Regions from separate parts of the Zea mays genome. Here region 2 is linked to region 1. The links are chromatin contacts, called in public Hi-C maps. All regions are on one chromosome and are shown on one strand. The core of a region is the stretch at or near the end of the contact, and the rest is flanking DNA. Distances in the headings are between cores, read along the strand shown. Region 1 holds the start of LOC100304074 (IAA19 - auxin-responsive Aux/IAA family member). Region 2 holds the start of LOC606448.

Region 1 (6,637 bases), core at 2,224-4,723:
CCTTTATTTCCAGCGAAAGGCGCCAGCGGCCAAAGGCCAACCACGTCGGCGCCATGGCCAGTGAGGCCATCCCAAGCCACATGTCCTAAATCGAATAGTGCTACGCATAGAGGAGGACGAGGCAAACGCGACGGTCGCAGACTTACCGGTGTTTGGGTTGCGTAGAGCTTGGTCCGCGGCATGAGGCGGCGGCGCGGCGTTGCTCCAGCGACGGTGAGAAATCACCAACCATCCGAGGTTCTGACCACCAAATTGAGGGTTGCCATGCCTTCCTAGTGCACTCGCGAAGCTCCCTAACTACCTCCCGGACACTAAGTGGCGTCGCAAGCGCAAGACGGCGACGGTGGATCCGAGCTTGGGTGAGGCTCTAGGTTTTCTGTGCGCGTGCGATTTCGGAAGATTAGCGAGGCCAGAGGACGGGTGACTCCAGGGCGTCTTATGCCCCCACTTCCCTCACGAGAATAGGTCCTATCGCAACTGAATCCTGGCGAATATGGAGCTCAAGCGCGGACACGAGGCGAAGGCGGAGCTCGTGCAGCGAGTGGGGGAGACGCCTGGTCGGCGGGAAGAAGGGACCATGGGGCTCGATGCTTGTTCACGGGAGCCCAAGAGATTGAGGAATCCGTGACGCAGACCCCAACGATTTCGACATTCACGGGAGGAGCATGCGCGCATCAGAACAGAGAAGATCGGGGTCACGACGCATAGGGTCCCACATGACAAAGAGCTCGTGACTGGCGAAGCGGCCCCACATCCTGACGACGCGTGCGTGGACCCAGAGCCTGGTCAATGGGGCCCATCTGGCGGCGAGTGCGCAAGCAGCAGCTGGGCCGCACCGGTGCGAGGTTTGAGTGGGCCAGAAACGAGGACCCAGCCCAAGCGACGGTTTTCCTTTTATCCTTTTTTTCTTATTCTTTTTCTTATTTCTCTTTTATTCTCTCTTAATAGAGAATTCAAATTTGAATTTAACTATGTCATGAACTTGTACTCATTTTAAATATACCCTTTGACCAGGCCATTATGGATTTAATTTATTTATTTATAAGTTTACTTTATATTTTATAGTATTTCTTGCTCCTTTCTTTTCTTTCCTCAAATTCTAAAGTTGTACCTTTGGGTTAAATACCAATTCTCATCTCATTATTATATTCCCTTCTCTTTCTCTATTTTCTATCCCCTTTTGATTTACAAATTTAAAATTCAAATCTAAGATAAGTTTTAGGAATTCAATTCTTTAATACATACTCAAAATCAATTATGATGCAATAGATGTATATTTATTTTAATTTATTTATTTGCTTGGTAGATGTTTGAAATATGAACCCACTCATATTGTTTTTCTTTCTTTTTTTAGAAAATAGTATTTTGATTGTGGGGTAGGAATTAAAGTCGCTTCAAAATTAGATATTCATGTAAATGATTGCTTATGGTGCATCATTTCATAAAATACATAATCATTTAGTTGAATAGAAAAATTCTCTATTACTCCTCTTCTAAAATAGTTCTTGGTTTTCAAGATTTTGTCCTCAAATTTCAATACTCAAGTATAATTTGAGATATCTGAATTTATTATTTTATTTCTTCATATATTTATTTTATTATTATTATTATTTTTTATACAGATTTTGGGACTTACAGAAGCGGTGTCTCCTTCAGCCGCTGCACATGCACCACAGCGCTATCCGCTGAAACCTCCCCTGTTTGTTTGGGATTTTTTCAGCTTTTGATCACCAAAAACTGCTGCGGACTGCCAAACGTCCCAGAGTCCGCTTCTATAAGAATCGCTTTAGTAAAAAGCATCCAAAATCAACATGAACACAAAATTGGTCGAGTCGTCGTGATTATATGAATCCATTGCTTTCAAGATCCTGAACCATTTAGACCACTTCATCTTCCTCTGCACGTAATCTTTATGATACTCAGATTTTTCTCACAGTCAGATTCTCTCTATAGTCGGATTCTAAAAAAAAAGTTGGTCAGAAAAAACTAAAACAAACAGGTCTAGTATGACCCGAAAGAAAACGAGGAAGTTGCGAGACCGTTTTGCGAAACCCCCGCTGCAAAATGCACTGGCTGGCAATGTGGCTTGCACACTGCAGCTCGACTGTCTCGGCGGAGTACCCTTGGCCGCTCCCGCTCTTTTGCAGCGACCAGACCAGAGTGTGCTAGCACTAGCACGGGCGAGCAGGCGGCGAGTAGTAGTAGTAGATGTGGGTGCTCTTTTGCATCATCACCAACCCTGGCATGATGGCGAGGTGAGCGGTGATGATGCACGCATGGAAGCGTAGGTAGCGCCGCAGAATTAATACTTCTGCCTACTCCTTCCTACAGGCTACAGCAGTGGTGGTGGTTTGCTGGCACTGCCGGTGGTGCGTGCATGGCTGCCTGCGCTGCGCAGCGCAGCGCAGGTATTGTCGCGCCGAAGACGACGACGACGACACCAGCGCCATCAATTCCGAGCCGCCCATTGCGTCGAATACCTGCGCGCTGTGTGTCCCATCAGACTGACGATGATGATACCTGAACGGGACATCATAATAATCGCAGCGACTAGCTAGTGCCCGGCTGCCCCGCACGTAGTAGTACAAATGATGCTTCGCTTCGCCTCGAAAGTTACAGGTGTTGATGAGTTCCAACGACGATTTGCATCTGCGGATGCAGCACGGCCAAACTGGGGAGGCGGGCGCCACCGTCCGGTAAAGTCGCCACGAAATCCGGGCCAGGTTCGCCCAAGACAGGGCAGGCGGGCGGCGCGCCGTGCCGTGCGCGCGTCTCCTGGCAGCCTGGCTGGCTCGCTCGGCGCCTCCCGGCTCCCGCAGCCCGGCACGGAAGAGGGGAGATGGCACGGCACACGGCAGGAGAGAGAGAGACAGACAGACAGCGGCAGGGGCAGCCACCAGCCGCTGCGCACGTCCACCTCGTGTGTCTGGTGGAGCGGTCGATTCGATTCGGAGACAGTACGACCTCGCGCCGCGGCCGCCACTAGAGGGTAGAGGCTGCGACTTCCCTCGCTCTGGACTCTGGACTGCGGTTGTGGGACCAGACCAGAGGCCCATTTCCAGCTTGCCGGAGCGGCGCCGGCCGGGCGGTTGGCATTGCAGCTGTCCGGTGTACTGCTGCATATAAAAAAACCGAAAAGGGAGATCCTCGCCGAGATCCTGTCGCTGCCAAAAGAAACATTTTACTAGCACTACTCTTGTGTCCTCTGCCAGTCAGTGTGCGTGCGCTCTGCTTTTGACGGCAACAGCTGCTCCTTCGAATCGATCCATGGTTGGTGGCTCAACTTTTGACTTGCAAAACAAAAACAAAAAAACAGGCCAAAGGGCGAAACGGTCGTTCCATGTCTGCCCTGCCCGGCCCGGCATCCAATTCCTGTGCGGCTGTGCCCGGCGAAACCACACGGCCCGAGACTGGAACTGGAGGGCAGAAAGCGCTTGCCCGCGGCCGGTCGGCCACTTGTCACTGTCACACTCACACACGTCTATGCCATCCACGGACCATGGTGTGCCCTCTACTTATCCTCCTCTCGGCTACCTCCACCATTCCTCTGCTCAGCTCGAACGAACAAAAAGGACTCACCTCGGCCCTCTCCTCTTGTGCTTCTGCTTCCCCACCGAGTCTCCTCAACCCCAGGCACTCGCCCTCTGTCCCCTCCCTTCCTCGCCTCCGATGCCGCCGCCGCCGCCGCTCCTCGAGCCGCGCGACTACCTCGGCGCCGGCGCCACCTCGTCGTGCTGCTCGTCGTGCTGCTCCTCCGGCCGCGAGGGCGCGGGGCCCCACCTCGCGCTGCGGCTCGGGCTTCCGGGGTCCGACGACTCCCCCGGCCGCGGCGCGGACACGGAGCACGCCCGCGCCCACGTCGACGCCGCGCTCACCCTCGGCCCCGGCCCCGGCCCCGCGCCTCCCAGGGGCAGCGCCAAGCGCGGGTTCGCCGACTCCCTCGACCGGTCCGCGAAGCTGGACGGCGTTGCCGCGGATGACGCTGCTGGGGGCGTCACGCGGGTAGCTGGAGCTGCTGCCGGAGCTCCGCCCGCTGCCAAGTAAGTGCGTGCTGCGGTTAATTGGTATTGGCTCGTCGTACGTAGGGACCCAGCTTTTGCTTTTCCTCGCTGTGGGAGGACGTATGCGATGGTAGTAGTAGTAGTAGCTCGTTGCGTTGTACTAATAACATGACTAGTGATGATTCATTGCGGGTGGCAATTAGGAGTAAAATTGATTGGAACCTAAGCACATAAACGCAAGACGAGGAGCAAAATTCCTGCTGTTCTTCAATTGCTTAGAGAATAAAAAGAAAGTGTACGCCCGCTTTTATAGCAAGCAAATACAGTATAGCATGGTATCGTATTCCTAACGTTGGACTAGGCCGACTAGCTGGACACCATCAGGACCAGCATCGATATGGTAGTCTCTTTTACCAAAAAGGCTTTCGTTTTCCCTTGTAACTGTCGCCACTGATATTTAAACGGCGTGGTTCCAAGTTCAAGTTATAGAGCCACTTCTGATGGAATTGTCACAGGCCATAAAGAAGTTTGTTTGGGATTAGAAGCAACCAGATTCTGTACCATGTAGGGGATAAGTGCATGTGCATCTAGGGAGTATCCCGGAGGTCTAGACAAAATGCACCCAAATGAGTCTTTTTTAGTTCTGTTGAGCAGAGACCTTTTCATGATAGCTTTTAGTGCCATGGACAGGGCACAAGTTGTTGGATGGCCGCCTGTTAGGAGCTACCGGAAGAATACCCTAGCTGCCAGTGCCACAAAGACAAATGGGGGAGATGAAGGTAGGAGTGAGGCGGGATGCTGTTATGTCAAGGTCAGCATGGATGGAGCCCCATACCTAAGGAAGGTGGACCTCAAGACCTATTCAAGCTATGAGGATCTCTCGCTTGGTCTGGAGAAAATGTTCAGTTGCTTCATCACTGGTAAGTGCTTCTGTTTTCTGTTAGTTTTTTTCTGCCACAATTACAAATACACTTGTTCCCCATCTGGTTATTTACCCATGTTGTTGTGATGTAATGAGTTACAGTGACACCAGTACATGTACAATTAGGTATACTGTTTTCTGCATAAAGTCTTGAGGAGTCAATTAATAGTACTTGTAAAGAAGTATTGACTGATCATTGTGTCTAATCACCATACTATTGCCTTACTAACTATTGACTAGCATTAGTTGGGACATTCTCTTAAAAAGAATAATGATACAAAAACGAAGTTGCAAATATGTCCTTAAGGTCTTATCCTCCTCTACAGCAAACTAATGGAAAACGAGAATAGACATTATTACAAGTAACTTTGAGGGGAGCAAAAACAAATGCTGTATGCTTACATGTGTTTCATAATTCTCTGGCCGTTACTCTGAACCTTAAGAAGTATTGACTGACCATTGTGTCTGTAAAAGTATATTTGTCTAAATGAAACATTTCTAGCTCCTCCTTAACGGGAATATTTCTATCCCTACTTTAGAACCAAGCTCTTCCTTTGTTCTGCAAATATAGATGTTTCTCAAACAAATACATACGTTTAAACTAGTGATATTGCAGGTCAAAACAGTTCATGCAAGACTTCAAGAAGGGATAGGCTTACTGATGGTTCTAGGGTTGATGCCCTTCAGGACCAAGAATATGTCCTTACTTACGAAGATAAAGATGCTGACTGGATGCTCGTTGGTGATCTGCCCTGGGAGTGAGTCCTAACTTAGTGTGGTTTGCAATATCTATCCAAATGATAATGTTCCTTCTCGGTTTGTCCCTTCCCTAGACCACTCGTGTTGGAGCATCCGGCACCGGGTCTGACCTATAGTGTTCCTTTTCTGTTTATATGCAAATGATAGTGTTCTTTTTCTCGAAACCAATGGAAATCGATATGATTTTGATGCAGCAGTCTAGACTAGTTGCGATTAATTATAAAACACTTGCGTTTAAGATGTGGGCGCTGAAAAATTAGGAAATTTGTCCAGTGAAGACACTATAATTTGAGTAAATGATTAGATCCACTCGTGCGTGAAATTTGCTATTCTATTTGATTCTTTTCGATCAGAGGATACATTGATTTCTATGTATCTCATTTCACCTTTTTAACAGAAAAATTTTTGCCCTATATTCCCTCCATTGCGTATAGTTTACTTTGGCTTTGTCCTAACTCAAATTTCTAGGACTACCATTGTTTTTAAAAATTAATGTTAACACTTACAAGCTCGCTTAAATGCCTTGTAAAAATATATTTAATGGAGAATCTGATGAGACTAATTTGATGTTCTAGATGATTGTGCATTTTTATTCTCCTTAAACACTCGTTTGTGATCCCTGAGATGAATTATTCACATTTTTTCTTTCTTTTTTATTGCTTAACTATCTATTGATGCATCAGGCATTTACTAGTTATTTCCAATGTCCTTTTTGCAGCTTGTTCACCACATTTTGCCGGAAACTTAGGATCATGAGAGGCTCTGATGCTGCTGGCATGGGTATGTGTACGAGCACTAGAATGTCTATCTTTGATTGTTGAAAGACTTTGTTCGATATTAAATATTATGGTGTGGTTTGATTTTTCTTTTTAATTTAGTTGCTGATCACTATCATCTGCCCTTAGTGGTGGTTTATAATCAACTAAACTATGCATTTGGACATGCTCTTGTTTTG
Region 2 (6,637 bases), core at 2,131-4,630, 220 kb before region 1:
CGTCACGAGCAGCGCGCCCGCGAGGGAGGCCAGCAGCGCCAGCGAGGCGGCGACGAGGAGCCCGCCGGAGAAGGCGCAGGCGTAGAGGAGCGCGACGATGAGGAGGCCGAGGTGGTGCGCCATCGCGTGCTCGCGAGCCACCAAAGGCGGCCGCGGGGAGACGGCTGTCGTGATAAGGAGAGGAATCGTGCCCTTGCATTAGGTCTGGGATCCCTTCGTTTCGTTGTTGCATGCATTGAGCGTTTTGGTATGCTTCCCACGGTGGCGAGTGTCGGCCGGAAGTTCTCAGCAAGCGAACTTGCAGCCTCCCAGTTCCCACACGTCAAAAAATTTACTCCATCCGTTCTAACATTGTAGATTATTTTGATTTTGTTGCGTAATTAACTATATATTGTATCTAAATATGTTGTAAAATCTATGCATCTAGAAAAGCTGTAGCAACTTATAATTTGTAACGGAGAGAGTTATATACGGTCATATATCATTTAAGATCATCTCCAGTAATAATAGTGTGTATATAGGAGTGCAAAACACTGTTTTGTACTATATTGTTTACTGTTTAGGCCGCGCTCTTTCTCATCCTCTTTTCCTCTTTTGTGGGTTGCGAACTTGAGCTTGAAAGGAACTTGGGTATCGTTTGGTTCAGATATTTGTAACGTAATAGGTAAGTGATAACGTTAAATTATGTTTGTTTTAATCTCACCGTAATCAGATACCATACTAAAAATTGATACCGGACTATTCAAACTTGTTAGCGACAGTAATCGAATGTAAACAATTACCTTTTGCGTTACATTTCTTGAACCAAACAACACCTTGGGGTTTTCCACTTTCCAGCACAAGGACTAGGTGCGAATGCCATCTCCCACATCAACAAAATCAAAGCCCGAGCGAGATGCCTGGCGGATACCCAACTTTGCAAGCAGGGCAGACTGAGATGAGCGGATGAGCCCACCTTGTCACCCCCTTCGTGATCAGTAGGACAGTAGCTGCTGCGCCGTCCAGTACGCCTGACTTGTGTCGGCGAGTGTTTTTACATGCCACCAAGAGATCAGATCTCAAACACAAACAGAACCAAACCTCTCACTGTTACAGAACACGAGCGTAGCTACGTACACTGACGCAGACGCGCAAAGGTCATTGCCTCGTGGCAAAGCAACTCATGGAAAGCCAAAACGACTGAAAAGCTGATCGGTTTTGCTTGAATCTCTTCACGTATCAACTATCAAGAAGGTATTTTTGCCTTTCCTCTTAAAAACAGCTGCAATGTATGAGAGCCTTTATACATCTGTAGTAAGGTAACACACACAGTATGAAAAGAACAGAAGAGCCTACATGAAAAGAAAGTCTACACGGCGTATCTAGCTGCTGGTGAATATAAGGAGAAACACAAAATAAAGGGCATAACAGGAATACACAAAACTAAAAGGCGCGCGGGGGAAGGGAGTAAGATCTCAGCGTGCAGTATCCATGTAATCTTTGGCGCAACTCGCTCAGGATGGCATGGACGAGCAGCCTATGTGGAGTTCTGGACCACCTGGTAACAGCAGGGAGTTGAAATTTAGAACTACCAATACGCTGGAGACGTGTGCTCCAAACTTCTCTGCCTTGCTGGGAGAAATCACCTCTAGAAGCAGGCACAGTGGCAGCGGCAGGAAACTATGTCACAGGCATGTCCGGTTCTAGGTTCTTATATAGTGCCCAGCCTGTGGGGTAGTTGACTCGAGGAGGTTCCAGGTTGAAATTCCAGACCATAACCCGACTGCAATTGTCCGGAAGACCCTCTACCTGGCGCTCGTTCTTAACGAGCTTTTCTATAAATCGTGATTCCTGCAAAAAAAACATATGTCAGGTCAGACCACATTGCTTCGTTCTATGTCAGGAAAGATGGCCATGGTGCATTTGCAATTGGTGGCGATACTTGCAATTTGTGGCGACACATGTCACACTTATGGTTTTTATCTATTAATTTTGCCTCCATTGTTAATCTATTATTTTATTGCAGAACCAAATTCTACGGTATGTTGTTCCACTTCCACCACGACATTGGCCATTTTTATAAGAATGGAGAGCTGTAAACTGAAGTTTCGCTAAGTAGCAACTAGGACCAACCTTCAACATAGATGAGTCCTGACTTTACACAAGAGTTCCATCAACTATGTGAAAAATTACTGCAGCCTCCCTACCATTACAGTTCAAATATCCAAACAAACTCACCTGCAAACCACCTCTTCCACCTGAGTGGACCATAACAGAATCCATAGGTGGGCGGTTCCATCTTTGAGGGTCCCACAACATTGTGCTGTTGAAAGCAAATGCAGAGAAGCCAATTGGGAATCGACGAGTCGAACTCTTCTTCTGAACCGTCTGGACTGTGTGCCATCCCATGACTCGGTTTCCTTTGCAAATAGGGCCTTCCAAAACTGCCCTATACTTCGTTCCAACATGGATTGCTACAGGCCATGAGCCAAAGCGCCTGAAAAACATAGCACGTCTCATGAGAAGGGAAGCCAGATTGTCTCGTTTAGTTCTACCGAAATATGGCTAGCAGATCTTGAGTTTTGACCTGAAACTTCTGGTTAGCAGTTTGAGGGAGCACTGTGGTTCTCTAGCTCCATCATTCCAATTAAACTAATCAAGGCTATGTGATGCTTACAATCTTATATGTCAATATAAAACTACATTTAACTGTTTATTATGAATCATCAAAACAATTTGTAGACAATAAGTTCATTACAGATATATCAGTACAGGCAAAAAAATGTGGTAGAGAGCTCTGACCTGATCTTCTGCATTTCTTCAAATACATCAGCTGAGTATGACCGCTCTTCATCAGCAAAATGCATTATACCATCAAGGTGATGCCTTTTGACATGATAGATTGCATTATTCCTTTGACATACAGCAATCTTTCGTACACTCGTGGTATTCTTTCTACATATAAGATGCCTGTACATAACCCCAGAAGACCTCAGAATTTCTGCTGTTTCATAGGACTGTTCAGGCCATTCCACCACCAACCATAAAAGAGGTGCCTGTACAGCTTTCAAAACATGGGCTAGCCGATTCAAGTAATATGCCTGTTGTGGCCGAACAGAAGTGATCGTCACGATTATCAGCAGCTTCTTCACAGGAATGTCAGATTCTTCAATAGCAGGTAATGCAGGTGAAGATTCAGCAAAATCTGCCTCATCATCCAACATTGCAGGAACTGGAGGGCTCTCTTGAACCTGAGGCTCGTCAATCAGTTCGACCTCTTTCTCTACTACAACTGTCTCCAACTCCTTAACTTTGGTGCCCATCATTTCCGCCTCAATCACACCATCATGGAACGGAAGCCTCTCGTTTTCGGATACTATTTTCTTGTAAACATCGACAGAGAACAAAGGCATGAACCCAATGAAAATGCCAACCATGAAAAAGAACAGCAGATGGACTGCAACTCTCCTGCAGGTCAACCCCTTTGATTTTGACCTCTCCTGTGATCGGCCATGCCTCTGGGAAGTCATAGCCGCGCACACAGATTTTAGCTTGCTCGACAGCAGGAAAAAGTCCAAGGAGATCACTGAGGCCAGCAACCCCCTCATTGCGACATAGGACTGTGAGTACAGCAGTTTTGGGGACGGCGAGGGATTGTTGAACTCGGACCAGTCCCTAACCGACCCTTCCCGTAGGATAATCCCACTGTTCCTTCGACTGGACACCATTCCAGAATCAAGGCTTCGTGATGCATGTACTCCTCCTGAATTACTCAAAAGCACGAGTCCTTTATTCCACGGTTGTTGCACTTTCTATCCCTTTAACTCATGTAAGACTGCAAAACATTCTTCCCTGATGAGGTCATCAATCGAATTGTACCTGCAAAACAACGTGATGCGAGGCGTGCGTCAGCTCAGCTCAAGATCAATCAATACATGCTCACGCTAACCCATAGAGCAGGCTAAACTGAAACATTCTCCCGGAGCAGCGATCCAAATTGAAGGAGAGCAAGATCCAAAGCTAAAGCCTAAAGGTACAGACTCTAAGAACTTAGAAGATCACCAAGGAAACCAGACATTTCTGAGGCGGGCCTAACTAACAGCCATGGGGGGATCAACTGAACCCCGCAAATTTACTGCTACCATCAATCCACTCCACCGCGCAGACGCCCAGGACGGGAATCCGCAAGCTAGCTGGACGGATCGGATTCTTCTTGTGCAGGACAAAGCAAGCGAACCAGCAACCCGTCCAAGCAAGCAAAGGCTTCCTTACCCAGGACGGAAGACGAGCAGCCAGGCCCAGACGTGATCTCCAATTAGCGTCGGTGAGAGAAGGAAGCGGCGGCGGCGGCGGCGGCGGCGGCGGTGCGAGCAGAACGCCTGATCTAGATGCAGGGGGCTGCTTGCTTCGCGTACGGCTCTCTGGCTGGCTCGCCCCCCTCCCGCTCCCCCTCCCCTTCCCACCACGCCTCTCCTTTTCAGAAACCGCGGCCCGTGGTGTTGAGCTGTTCCCGGCTCCGGCTTGACTTCTCGCTCCCTCCCTTTCTCTCTCCACGCAAACCGAGACAGGGGGAGTTGGTGAGGGTATGGTTGGATAGAGAAAAAGGAGCTCCTCGCGGAGGCGGAGGTGAGCGAGACGAGTAAACAAATCGCGGGCGGTCGCCGTCGCCGGTCGGCGTCGGTCGGTCTGGACTCTGGAGGGAGGTCAGTTGCGTCGCCGGTTGCAATCCAGCCCCTGGATTCTTGCGGTTTTACAGACGGTGACCGTTGTAACGCGACGGATCATGTAAAATCTCTATTGGTCCTGCCTCGTATTTTTATAAATAACTCCTATTTGAAATGGCCCACACATATAGATTACATCTAATTTATTTCGTCTATCCACTCTCTATCCTAAGTGAATCTGCGCCCTCACACGAGGCACGAGCGCCTCAGTCACCCATACAATGACACAAACTCACACACGTCATGTCTTTTGTTCATACAAACTAACGACATGACAAGTGGGCTCGCGCCAAATGCACCGCGACAGGAGCCCAATAACCCATGCACGTCGCTCCGTAAGGGATGGAGAAAGCGGTTTCAGCAGACCCACACACGCCGCGTCTTCTATGCATAGAAACGCGCGGAAAACATTTTCAGCAGCCACAGGATGGAGCTGTTTTACTCATCCTAATCCGCCCACCAACCTGGCTATAAAAAGTCGTGTCGAGGCCCCTCAAGCGACAACGGTGGTTGATCTGCTCGCAGCCGGTGGCCTGACACTCTCCAGCTACTCCGACTCGTCTATGTCCTCCAAGGTACGCATGTACGTACATCTGATTTTCTGGCTCACTGACTCCACGAGCATCTACACAGCATGTCCATCGAGTTTGTGTCGTGTTCGTGGGACCTAATGGAGAGCGACGCTGTCAGGATGGAGGGCATCAACAGTTAGGCACGAGCCACACAGAGGACATCGACGACAAGTCACCAACCTTAGACACGACGACGGGTATTGGTGGCAAGGCGCCAACCTTCGGCACGACGGCGGTCATTGGCGGCAGCGTCACTTTTGGCATGACTGCGGGTACTATAGCCAGCATAGGGGACAACGCGGCAGTGTTCGGCACCACATGGATTTGTGGCATGGCGCCCACCACGAGAACCGTCGGTATGGCAAGCATCAATGGAAAGGTGGCCACAGGCACGATCGTGCAGCTTCGGCATGACAGGAATGCCCGGGACGGAGAAAGGAGCGATGAGGGTGTGTGTAACGCCCCGAATTTTGCAGTTGAATTTTTTCTTTTCTTTACTCGCCAAAATTCGGGCGTTACCTTTTCCTTTTCTTTTTCCCTTCGCTAAACCTTGACCTTTTCCAAAGTTCTAGCGGGATTCGGTTTGGAATTCCCGTACGTAGAAAAACCCTAAATACTTTATGTTGTTTGATGCACCATGCCGCCCTTGCATTTCTTTTGATTGCTTTGAAAGCGCAATTGCATTCATGTAGAAAGATCGGATTTCGAAAATGTGGAGAAGATCTTTTCTTTCTTTTTTTCTCCCTCTCTTTTTTCTCTCCTCTTTTCCTCTCTCTCCCGCGCCGTGGGCCGACCCCGGCCGGCCCAGGCCCCTGCGCGCCCCCCTCTTGGGCCTGGTAGGCCCAGCCGCCCCCCCCCTCTTTCCCTTATTCCCTAACCCTCTCCCTCTCCCCCCTCATTTTCTCCCTCCCCACCTAAGCCACCGCCCCTACCCCCTACCCGGCCCCTGCCCTAGGTCGCCGCGCCGCCCCCTGCCGCCGGCCGCCCCTCGCCGTCGATCCCCGACACCGGTGAGCCCCCCCCCCCCTCCTCCCTCTCTCCCTCCTCCCCCTCTCCTCCCTCCCCTTCCCCTCGCCGCTCGGCCCCATGGCCGGTTCGGCCGCCCGCCCCACCCCGCCGGCTCGGCCGCTCGGCCGCCCCGCCCCCCTGCTCGGCCGGCTCGGCCGCCCCCTGCGCCGCCCGCCCTCGCCAGCCCGGCCGCCCGCCGCCGGCTCAGCCGCCCCGGCTCGGCCGCCCCTGCGCGCCCTGCCCCCGGCCGGTTCAACCGCCCTAGGGCCGGTTCAACCGCCCCCCCCTTCTGTTTTTTTTATTTTTTTTATTTTATTTTATTTACTTTCTGTGATCATAATTACTGTATTTTAA

What was found. Hi-C and Micro-C count contacts between places; a contact is called where the count stands out from the background.
Region 2: a contact with region 1 is called in a Hi-C map of leaf, with 4 times the contacts expected there. The contact joins the promoter of LOC606448 here to the promoter of LOC100304074 in region 1. A contact is called at or near these places in 4 of 25 Hi-C or Micro-C datasets (ear, leaf and tassel).

What each region holds. Positions count from the first base shown.
Region 1 is chr8:69,352,850-69,359,486 of Zm-B73-REFERENCE-NAM-5.0, reverse strand. LOC100304074 (IAA19 - auxin-responsive Aux/IAA family member) reads left to right here and starts at 3,473. Exons shown (of 5, transcript NM_001165576.2): 1 at 3,473-4,040; 2 at 4,692-4,921; 3 at 5,540-5,681; 4 at 6,401-6,462. The coding sequence starts at 3,484.
Region 2 is chr8:69,574,965-69,581,601 of Zm-B73-REFERENCE-NAM-5.0, reverse strand. It overlaps LOC606448, which reads right to left and starts at 3,380. Exons shown (of 4, transcript NM_001112316.1): 1 at 2,782-3,380; 2 at 2,218-2,476; 3 at 1,626-1,830; 4 at 1,224-1,537. The coding sequence starts at 3,341. The coding sequence ends at 1,660.